Regions from separate parts of the Bombyx mori genome. Here region 2 is linked to region 1. The links are chromatin contacts, called in public Hi-C maps. All regions are on one chromosome and are shown on one strand. The core of a region is the stretch at or near the end of the contact, and the rest is flanking DNA. Distances in the headings are between cores, read along the strand shown.

Region 1 (5,500 bases), core at 524-3,023:
CAAAACCTGCATTAAATAAAGGTTAATACTTAACCTGTTATTTATCTAAGATGTCGTTCAGAAGAGTTTAGTGACTGCCAATGGAATACAAAGTCAATAATTCGTCTTTCTGATTTACCAATAATTGTCCAAAGTCACATTGCCGGCTTTGATAATAGTCGACTCATCTATATCTTTGTATCATAATTTTAGTCCACCAGTAGGTATTACGATTTTGCCATAGAGCATACATGCATTCCACTTGAAGATAATTGAGACTTCATTCTTATATCTCAAGGTGGCCACAGTACACATGTTTTGGCATCTTATGGGCTCCACTTTTGAGTAACTGCTTAATTCAGCTAAAAACTACACTTATCAATCATACCACTTTGACTAACCAGTTTCTTCCTTATCTATTATTTGAATCACATCAGAGAAATGAGCGATGACGTGTTTCTGATATGATTCATAATTATTGGTTAATAATTTGCATCCCTGCCACTCACAAGCCAAGCTCAGTTTGGAAATTCGTAAAAATTTTGTAGTCTGAAACAAATAATTTTCAAATAATAAAAAAATTGAAATGAATCTTTATTTATACTTTTCATAAGTAAAGCAATAGTATGAAGCAAATAGAGTTACAGTTTGAAGTGTGAAGCAGCCATTGTATTTAGAACTGAGACTTAGGACTCATGTCAAAAGGTGGTTAGGGGCATTTATGTTGCTGCTATCTATAGGCTTTAGTAACCACTTAACACCACTGTTAGCTCATTCAACTTACTAAGCAATAAAAACACAATCCAATTTTAACACAACAACCCAAGAAAAGTTTTCAAAGGTTGTGATGTAGAAAATCTGAAGACAGTAAGCTGTCTTACAGAGCATGTAGGCGAGCAATGCAGTGATAAAATGGCGATGATGTTATTTTCAACTATTTTTCAAAGCACTTCCCATGGTACAGAATTTTTTTACTGGTGGTAGGACCTCTTTTGAGTCCGCACAGGTAGGTACCACCACCCTGCCTATTTCTGCCGTGAAGCAGTAATGCGTTTCGAATTGAAGGGTGGGGCTGCCGTTGTAACTATACTGAGACCTTAGAACTTATATCTCAAAGTGCGTGGCGCATTTACGTTGTAGATGTCTATAGGCTCCAGTAACCACTTAACAGCAGGTGGGCTGTGAGCTCTGCCACCCATAGAGGCAACAAAATAAATAAAGCACACAAAATAGGGAGATTAAAATTTTCTCCATGCACCTAGTTTCAATAGAAAACGATGCAAACTTTATATTCAATTAATATTTTTCATAGCATTTCGGTGCATAATAAATGAAGCTCACCACAGTCTTTGGTTTAATGACAGATTCGTTAACACCGTCTGGAATGGTATCTTCTGTGTCCAGATTTGAAAATTCGGGTTTTTCAAATTTATTCGTCTGAACGAATAGGACATCATTCTTTGACTGTAAAACCTTCTTGTTTGATGGACTGTTCTGATGCTTTAACCATTGCATACACCGCAAAGAACTTGCGAGTTTAGGGTTTAATTTAATTTTGTGTTGAATTTCCACATTTTTTTTAACTGACATGATGATTATTTACTCCAATATACGTTATTTTCAAAAGATACCTAAGGAAGTTGGTAAGCAATAATCATTATAATATTGAGATATGCGGATTCGCAACCAAATCACTCAACTTTCTTTAAGCGCTGGACTATAATAGTTGAAAATTAATTAATATGTATTCAATTGTATTCACGAAATATAAAATAAACCACAAGTAGAAATCATTTTTTTTAAGAGATTTTATGACCTGGTAACTGAGATCTTTAAGTCATGTCTTATTTTAATCTATATTCTTAATTTTATGAAAAATGTTATTATGGAGTGAAATGATGAAAATGATTAATTTGAGACATTAATCAACTAGGATGAAATTAAATGAGATGATATGAGATGAAATCTAATCTCAGTAAAATGGTGGTCATTTACTAAGATTACAAGTAGAAATCATAGAAATGGCAGTCATAGATTATACACTTATTATATTTAAGGTAGTAGTAGTAGTTTTATTCTTCTAAATGGAAACCTTAAATTTTTTTTTTTAAATATGAAATATGGTATTATGAAATGAAGCTGATTAATTTATTATGAAACATGGCATGGCATGGCATGAAATTAAATGAAATGAAATGAGATGAGGTGATATGATATAGGATGACATTTTCCCACATTTGTGCACTTTTACAGATACTAAACAGTTGATAAACCACCGTTACTAGACATTTAAACCTGAAGAAACACAAAATAGACAAATTAAAACAAAACACACAACTTCACTCCTCGCGTTTCCGCCAAAAAGTCTAACAAAAATAAAATCTAGAATCAGTGATACCAGCTTTCTTAATAAATTTGGAAAAAACCACACTCGACATTTTACTACATAAAATTTTATTGGAACAATATTACAATTTTATCGATACAAACAATACAACAAAAATTTATTGGAATATTTTAATTCACAAAAAAATTATGAAAAAACTAGGCCAAACTTTACACAAATTCAAACAAAACATAATCAAATGTAGCCCATCTATTAATTATACAGCTTTGCCCCCACAGTTGGCTCATGATTTATGTCATGTCATCTTAATTCCACTCAAAATTTTTGGATGGGAAAAGTATGTGGGTACGTTAAACGACGTTTGTCGGGCCAAGCTCCTTCAGTGCCTTTTCATTTTCCTCACTAGGTGCTCACAGATGATAATCAGATCAATACGCAATTAAAGCTGAAGAAACAATAAAATCATAATTATACACTTAAACTAGTTAACTCAAAACACTTCTCACTAAAAACCGTGTGGTGTTGTCTTAGCTCACTTAATTTATTCCTTATTATTAATATTATTAATTTATTATTTCTTCGTTTTTTTTTAATTAAGCAATTGGCCACTTGCTTGTGAATTGTTGCGTGTGTTGAGTATAGAAAAATATTCACACGTATCAAAAATACATAATAAGTTTTTTTTTTATTGCTTAGATGTGTGGACGAGCTCACAGCCCACCTGGTGTTAAGTGGTTACTGGAGCCCATAGACATCTACAACGTAAATGCGTCACACACCTTGAGATATAGTTCTAAGGTATCAGTATGGTCACAATGGCTGCCCCACCCTTCAAACCGAAACGCATTACTGCTTCACGGCAGAAATAGGCGGGGCGGTGGTACCTACCCGTGCGGACTCACAAGAGGTCCTACCACCAGTAATTACGCAAATTATAATTTTGCGGGTTTGATTTTTATTGCTAGGTGTTATTCCTTCACCGTGGAAGTCAATCGTGAACATTTGTTGAGTACGTATTTCATCAGAAAAATTGGTACCCGCCAGCGAGATTCGAACACCAGTGCATCGCTCAATACGAATGCACCGGACGTCTTAACCTTTAGGCCACGACGACTTCAATGTGTTTTATAATTGAAATACATATTTATGTATTTAATATGTATATATTTTGATATATTTTAAACGAAATAAGATACAATTGATTTATTTGAGACTGCATTAAATAGGAATGAAATTGAACGAAATGAGATGATTTGGGTCGAAATGAAGTCTCAGGAAAATGGTGGTTATTTACTGACACTTTTAGAAGGAATCTTAGAAGCCAGCCTCAGCGTCTTTGTTTCATTTTCCCACACTTCCATAGCTGCTGAATTTCACTCCTCACATTCATTAGTACATGTACAGCGCAAAAAATTTAATACTTTATTAATTCATTCGTAACATCCAGCCTTTAAATTGTAAACACGACAACCTTATTCTTATGAAAGATTTAAAGCTGTATAGGTCAAATTCCCGTTGTCTATACAATAGACGAAGCAAACACAAAATGTCTGTGCACAAGTCGAACCAAAGTGATTCCGTAGCCTGTAAGTGAAGTCTGAGTCTGGTTGAGTTGCCATACGCGAAGGACATAGGTGCAGGATACACGGCGCGACAAGACCTCACGCGTTGCCCTTCGAACTCTTATTGATAAATGGACTCGGCAATTTAAATAATTCATCTCTGTTTTATCGCTTCGCATAGCGCCACTTGCTACGACGTCTGGTTTAGTGTCGATGAAATCAACAATAACCCTAGAAGACGTAGTGAATAAATTAGATCACGTTCTTCCCTTAACAACAAGAATGCCGAACATCAAAGTTTTTAGCGGCAGCTCGCATCCTGATCTGGCTCAAAAGATTGTCGACCGTTTGGGCATCGATCTCGGTAAAGTTGTAACCAAAAAATTCAGTAATATGGAAACGTGCGTTGAAATAGGAGAATCGGTACGCGGCGAAGATGTGTACATCGTACAAAGCGGCAGCGGAGAGATCAACGACAACCTAATGGAGCTCCTGATTATGATTAACGCTTGTAAAATAGCGTCTGCATCGCGAGTGACCGCCGTCATACCTTGCTTCCCGTACGCGCGGCAAGACAAAAAAGACAAGAGCAGAGCCCCGATCACGGCCAAACTCGTTGCCAACATCCTTTCAGTGTCTGGAGCCGATCACATCATCACTATGGATCTTCATGCGTCGCAAATTCAAGGATTCTTTGATATTCCGGTAGATAACCTCTTTGCCGAACCCGCAGTGTTAAAATGGATCAAAGAAAACATACCGGACTGGAAAACAAGCATTGTTGTGTCCCCTGATGCTGGTGGTGCTAAAAGGGTGACATCTATTGCAGATCGTTTGAATGTTGAATTTGCTTTGATCCACAAAGAGAGAAAGAAGGCCAATGAAGTAGCCTCTATGGTGCTTGTTGGTGATGTTAAAGACAGAACTGCCATTTTAGTAGACGACATGGCCGACACTTGTGGCACGATTTGCCATGCTGCCGAAAAATTGATAGAAGCTGGTGCTACTAAAGTGTATGCTATTTTGACTCATGGTATTTTTTCGGGACCTGCAATATCCAGAATTAACAATGCTTGTTTAGAAGCTGTTGTTGTCACAAACACAATACCCCAGGAGAGGCACATGCAAGAATGTCCAAAAATACAATGCATTGACGTGTCAATGATGCTGGCAGAGGCTGTCAGACGTACACACAATGGGGAATCTGTTTCATACCTCTTCTCTAATGTTCCATATTAGTATTTTGTATTTTACTTTTTACTTATCTTAGGTTAAGTTTTTCAACAATGTTATTGCTGCTTGCAAAATAGATACGAATAAATATACAGGATGTCTTTGTTGACCGGCCATTGCTAGGCTTAATATGGTTTTATTGAAACAGTGATATTTCAACATGACCTGTTTGATAATAAACTATTCATGTATGTACATGGAAAGTTAAAGATTCTAATTTTATAACTTTAGCATATTAAGATGAAGTTGATGGAGTATGAAATTATAGGAATAATCTCTAAACAAAATTTTACATTTCAATTGATGACTTTGTAATAGTTTTGCATTTAATTTTGTTTGTTTTGTTCTAATGAATTAATAACATTAATAAAAGACAATA
Region 2 (6,110 bases), core at 3,164-5,663, 72 kb before region 1:
CATTAGTCTGTGAGAATAGACTTGAGATCGACTTTTCAATTATATCGTTGAACGTTTACCCCAGCTTAATTCCGGAACCACAACCACACTGCGCTATTCGCTATTCGTTATGCGAGCTATTCACGCGCATACGGCGAAGTGTGGAGAGTATATTCGCTAATATTCGCTTTATTCGTACGCATAACACATAAGGACGAATAGCAAATACGCGTATCCGTCGACTTATCGGCTTTTTGACACACTTCAAAGGACACGAATAAGGCGAATATGCGCATCGACTGCCCACAGTTCGGTGAGTCATTCGCTCGCTTGTGACGATCGTGTATCGACGTGTCTTGTGACTTGTAATCATCCACCAGCGTTTTCTTTTCGGCCTTTTAGTAACTTTGTACAACAAGTATTGGTAAGAAACATTTAGGAAATAATAAATTGCGGCAACTCTCAACACGTCCATCGCTCCACGCAAACAACACATATTTGCCTTATTTGGCATAATTCAGCGCACAAGTTCGAAGTGTGGATGGCATGTTTCTTGCTTGCGCGCTTAACATATATTTTGGCGAATACGGCGTAGTCATATAACGAATAGCGCATAACGCAGTGTGGTTCCAGCATAAAACCAACTCGTTGTTGCAGCACAAATGATGCTACGTTCCCGCGCATTTACAATCTGCCATGCAATCAGATAGCATGCAATTTTATTAACACGTTCCCTATCCGTTAATAATACTAATATTAAAAAAGAATGATGTCACACACAATTATTCTTCCGGCTTTTAGAAAACCATCACATAACTGTACCTACTACAACACTTCCCGACCTACCCAGATAAGCAATCTCCCGGTCGGGTCTTATGTAAATGCCACACTTCCAGTTATTCTTCTGTGCAAAGCTTATAGATTTTCAAACCGAGCTTTTGATCAGTTGATTGACCGAAAGATATCTATTTCCTCTTTAATGGAATCATCGACCTGTCAATTAAAGTACATTCACAGGTTTTAGTAAAGTCTTGATTTTGTCTGGTTTTGTGTGCCAATTGTTGATGACAAAGTGCAAAAAATCTTTATTTTATACGTTCGTTCGCATCCCTGGGAGCTGCTTTATATACAACGTAGTATAATTGTGACATCTTTACGATGTGAATTAGAGGATTATAGTAATTTATGTCTAGTTTCCAATGCGTGTAAAACATAGAAAAATTCACAATACCCATAGACAAGGTGATAGCCTTTCATTGATTCATGCGTGTTAGGTATGAATTGGCATGCTGGCGTTCTGTTTCAATTCGATTCTGTTCGATCTAATACTTCACTGGTCAATATTTGAACCTTGTCCCTGAACTAAATTTGATTCGTGAACGGACAGAAGTAAAAATATCGGGCTATACTCATAAACCATAATAATATGTGTGTCAGGGAAGTAAAGCCTACATCATCCGGTATTTTTATTCTATTATCTTACCACAGATGCTGTCGTGTGACCGGAACAAAAACATTATTTTACGAAAAGCTTATTGGACTAGCGCAAAAAAATTTACGAACGTGTCAAATATATGGGTTCGATGTTATTACACGACGTACATACACATTTATTTTGCTTAGAAAGTAAACCGCAAGTGTCCTACAAGGATTTGAATCACGTTTCACATAGAAACGTCGTTTGAGACTAGGGTGTCTTATCCAATAAGAATCGATCATCCGATCCCTCAAATGAGAATATTGCATTACAACAATACGTCATTAAGAAAAAAAAACCTTTTTAAGTTTCGAATTTTATACAGACCGACTCAGTTGAGTTCATTACCCCTAAACGAACACCTGCGTGCCTTATTAAAAGACATTTTGCCACGAATTTAGAGAATGTGATATGAAACATTCCCTTGCGCTCAATTAGAAAACGTACGTAATATAACCTCTGCCTTAAATACTGACGTTGTTTCAGAGAGTAGTAGATGAAATACGACCCTTCTGTCTAAAAATAGTCATTCTAATTTAGTTTAGCTATTTTTAGAATTCCATTGCCGTATTAATAAGCAACCTATAGTTGTAGGCAAATCTTCATTGGAAAGGGGAGCGTCCGGCGGCAGCGAAGCTCCCGCAACAAATTGGACACTCTTCTTACAGACAGGCTATTTCACTGGAAATAATTTAGTTATAGTATTGTTTATGTGACGTGAAATTTGAAAATTTTCTCTCATACTAATTCGTTAAGGAGCACAAAATGTTTTAAATAAATGTTTTGTGCTTTTATTTGAAGCACTTTCTTTTCTATTTTTTTTTTATCTATGCTGATGGTCTAGAAAGACAATATCAGCATCACCGGGCTAGTAGGTGAGCTCACGGGGCTAAAACCGGACGATATTACTAACACGAACCCTCGCAAGCGCCGTGCTTCGTAGAATCTACCACCGGATCGGAAACGCGACCCACTGAGAAGATCCGGCGAGAAACTCAGTGGGCTGTGTCTGTGGGTTATTTCTAAGGGATAATTTGCTTCGCTTGTAAATCATCGGATAGATCTTTTCTCTAAATTTTCAATCACTTCTTAGATTTAATGGTCGGTGACCCTGATCACCGGTAAACGGATTTCTGGTTGGAGACTAAATATTAGGATTCGAAATCCCTGTATTGGTGTAGTTTAATAATCTTATTTCAGTAACAGAAACTTTTGTTTCAGTGTGAGCGGTGCCATTGGCCAATTTGAATGTTTTTTATTTGCATATTATTATTTACGTAGATGAATGGACAAGCTCTCGGCTCGTGTGATGTGAAATAGTTACTATAGCCTATAGATAGACGTAAATGCCGCCACCCACTTTAATACGTTAGTTCTAACTCCCAGTTCTACAACAAGTGTTATATTTATACCTCACATAAATCTGGCTAGTTTAGTTATGCCTTTCTGTATTTCTTCCTTTTTTCGTCACACACCAACACTTAATGTTTAATTATCTGCCTTAGATACCTCCTAAATTATCTCTATTGATTTTATGGCAGCTCTATTTTCAGACGTTACTAAAATATATATAAATATTTTTAACATATCTGTTCGAAACGGAGGTCCCATCTTATAATCATTGACTTTGGTGCAAAATCGATAAATACAACACACGAAAATAGAAAAAAATCAGCCTATCTAAATTTTTCACAACAATGTATCCATGCTATTTTTCTTCCATTCAATGGTTGGAGTGATGATCGACTATCAAACACATCATTACTGTGGTTCTCGTAACGACATAGGGACCCTCTTGAGAATATTTCAATGATGTAAACGACGCTATGATAATGCAGCTTGAATAATGACGGTCGCGAAGAGCGTTACTGAAATATTTTATCTAGTGATGTATCGGGTAATAATGTCCGTACAAAGGTGAGCAAGTAATGGATGCGACACAAATCTTGAGTAAAAAAATAAACAGTATTGCCATAAATAATGTTCAACGAAAATATATTTTTTAGAGTTCTGTTCCAAAAGAGTAAAATGGACTCTAACATAATTTCTTTGCTGTTCGTCCGTCCATCTGTCTGTCCTACACTTAAATCCGTTCTTCTGAGAAACAACCAGAAGTGTTAAGTTGAAATCATTATCAGACGGTAAGACTTATGGCAGAAAAAGCTAGAAAGTTTCAAGCTTCTCAATCAACGAAATTAAAAGAAATAGCCCTATTTTGTCCCTTTTACCCGTACCTACATGGACTTTGTCACACTTTTAGCGCAAATGAAGGGAACATTCGAAAAATAATATTAATGTTTGTCTTGTTGAAACAAAAAATACTTTTTTGTCGCACACACCGCATACTCAACAAACCTCTTACTAGAAAGTAGTTTTAATATTTGCCTGTCACATACAAACACGTGAAATCGCCAACCATAGAGTTACTGTTGTAGGTACTTATTAACTCCATGTCGCCAACACAATGGGTGTCTTACGATTACATTGCAAGTGTCAAGGACATGAAAAATCAAACTTTCCATGGATACTCTGTTTTAGGAAAAAAAAGTTTCGGAGCGAAATGGTGAAAAACCTGTTATGGAGAATGTTTGAAAAAATGAAACAAAGTCACTGAACGTCTCGTGTACTGTAAAAAATTTCATTAACTTCATTTCCCACAATTTCTTGAGAAATCATCTCATATAATCTTGTTCAACACTTACTGTGTTCTCGCTTCACATGATCCGATTACATTAAATTATAGATATGTTTATAATTCCACAGTTTCCCAGCAGTTCTGTTTTCGACCTTTGTTGTAAAAAATTTAGATAAATCGTCTAGTTTCTCTTTGCCTGTCCAATGTACATACATAACAAACAAACAATTATTCGTCTTCATCAAATGTCAAGTCTAAGATCCTATGATGTCGTAAATGGCGTAAAATTGAAGATTTAAAAAAAATTTACAAAAGATTAAGCTGTACGTTGTGATATCTCTGCCTTTACTGTTGGAAAATAGAACTCACTGTCAAGTCTCTGTAACATCAAGTGTCAAAGCATAATTTTCAATTTACATTAGAAACAAAATTCTAGCTAAAAGAAAATTTAAATACAAAAAAATACTTAAAAGAGTATCTAATTTACAATCCACATCAAAATGTCTAAAAGCGAAATTTTGTACGTTAGGGGAATGAATATAGCGAGTATCATATTCTAAAATATAAATTTTTACTTACCTACCTTTAAAATAACAACCGATTTTACTGTTTGATTTCAGTCTGAAACTGAAGAAGAAGAAGAGGAAGATGTGTGGGACGACAAGAAATTGAATGATGCGTACGACAAAGCACTGAAAATGGCAAACGCTGAAGTCGCAAAGAGAGTAGCAATGTCTACTAATACAGAGCATGGTAACAAAGGTATCATATTTAATACTTACCGCAAGCTATCTATTAATAATAATTTAAGATGCAACTATTTTGCCGCAGCTTGGCAGTTGCCAACATAACATAGCTGCACAGTCACATGCAATTTGTTAACTTTAACAAGTTTATTGTAAAATATGTGGAATGTATTTGTATATATAGTAAATAAATGTGTAACAGGTAGCTATGACGCCTGAACCTCGCCAACAACATTTTCGAGATACATTTGATATACAAGTTTTTAGGTTTATTATTTTTTTCTTACATATTGGTTACCTTTACCTTTATTGGTTACCTTTTTACATTATTGGTATAAACAAGTTTCAAACAATAATATTTGGACCATTGGTGTACTGAGCAATTTTACCCACTAGCTGGAAGATCTTCTATTTGTTGTTACCCCAACTATGAGTATTTAGTACTAAGTTAATCTTATGATAAAGAAGTGAGTTGCTAGCTATTAGGTATTTATACAGAATATTATTTATTTGGTATTGATACAGAATAATTGTTTATCTAATTAATTTTAAATTAATTTTTAATTATCTTCTAAATATATAAAATGGGGCAGAAAGCCAAAAAACAAAACAATCAGTAAAATTAGTACAAAATTTGCAATAATCCTCAAGAGATAGAAATCAAGATCAGGACCTAAGTGTTTCAATACCCAGGGGCTATTTCATTAAAAAATACATATATTGAGAGTTATTAATGATGGACAGACTTGGTAGATTGTGAGACTGTTTTCAATAATGGAAAATAATAATTAAATGAAATTCAATAAAGTTTTATTAAATGTTTTATTTTATAATGAAACTATCATACAAATATAAAATGGAGGTCTTCAAAAGTTAAAAATCATTTTAAAAAAAAAACTATTTTAAACATAGTACTGGTTTTTCAGTCAAAGACATTATTTCTCCTGTTTTTATTCACCACCGTGATCTGCCTGCAGTTACATTAAATAGTGAAAAATTAATAGGCATCTTAAACACAACATTCAATTATATATTCAATATCATCATTAAGTAGATCTTGAAGCACTTTTCTAAGAAAACTAAGTAATCATATCTTGATATAAAATAATTACAGGTAAACTCAAAGGCAAATCCCGCCCTACGTCTTCAAATAAGAAAGAAACTGAATGGAAAGCTGGCATGCCTTGTCGGGCCGTTTATGAAGGGGATGGACTTGAATATGAAGCTTTTATCTTGAGGGTCATAAGTGATACTGAATGTGTTGTGAGATTTT

Evidence for each region. Hi-C and Micro-C count contacts between places; a contact is called where the count stands out from the background.
Region 2: a Hi-C map of middle silk gland shows a contact between it and region 1, with 1.7 times the contacts expected there. The contact joins the enhancer-like site here to the promoter of LOC101735932 in region 1. A contact is called at or near these places in 2 of 7 Hi-C or Micro-C datasets (middle silk gland and whole pupa).

What each region holds. Positions count from the first base shown.
Region 1 is chr21:12,661,534-12,667,033 of ASM3026992v2, reverse strand. It overlaps LOC101735932 (histone H4 transcription factor), which reads right to left and starts at 1,773. Exons shown (of 7, transcript XM_004929676.5): 1 at 1,321-1,773; 2 at 381-528. The coding sequence starts at 1,569. LOC692963 (phosphoribosyl pyrophosphate synthetase) reads left to right here and starts at 3,934. Exons shown (of 1, transcript NM_001046803.1): 1 at 3,934-5,500. The coding sequence starts at 4,171. The coding sequence ends at 5,127.
Region 2 is chr21:12,736,029-12,742,138 of ASM3026992v2, reverse strand. It overlaps LOC101743786 (survival motor neuron protein), which reads left to right. Exons shown (of 7, transcript XM_038018430.1): 2 at 4,712-4,853; 3 at 5,952-6,110. Among protein-coding and RNA genes, the nearest start is that of LOC134200887, 5.2 kb to the left of the region's middle. Within about 2 kb of position 4,413, at least 6 of the 8 cell types and tissues checked have open chromatin away from gene starts, as enhancers often do.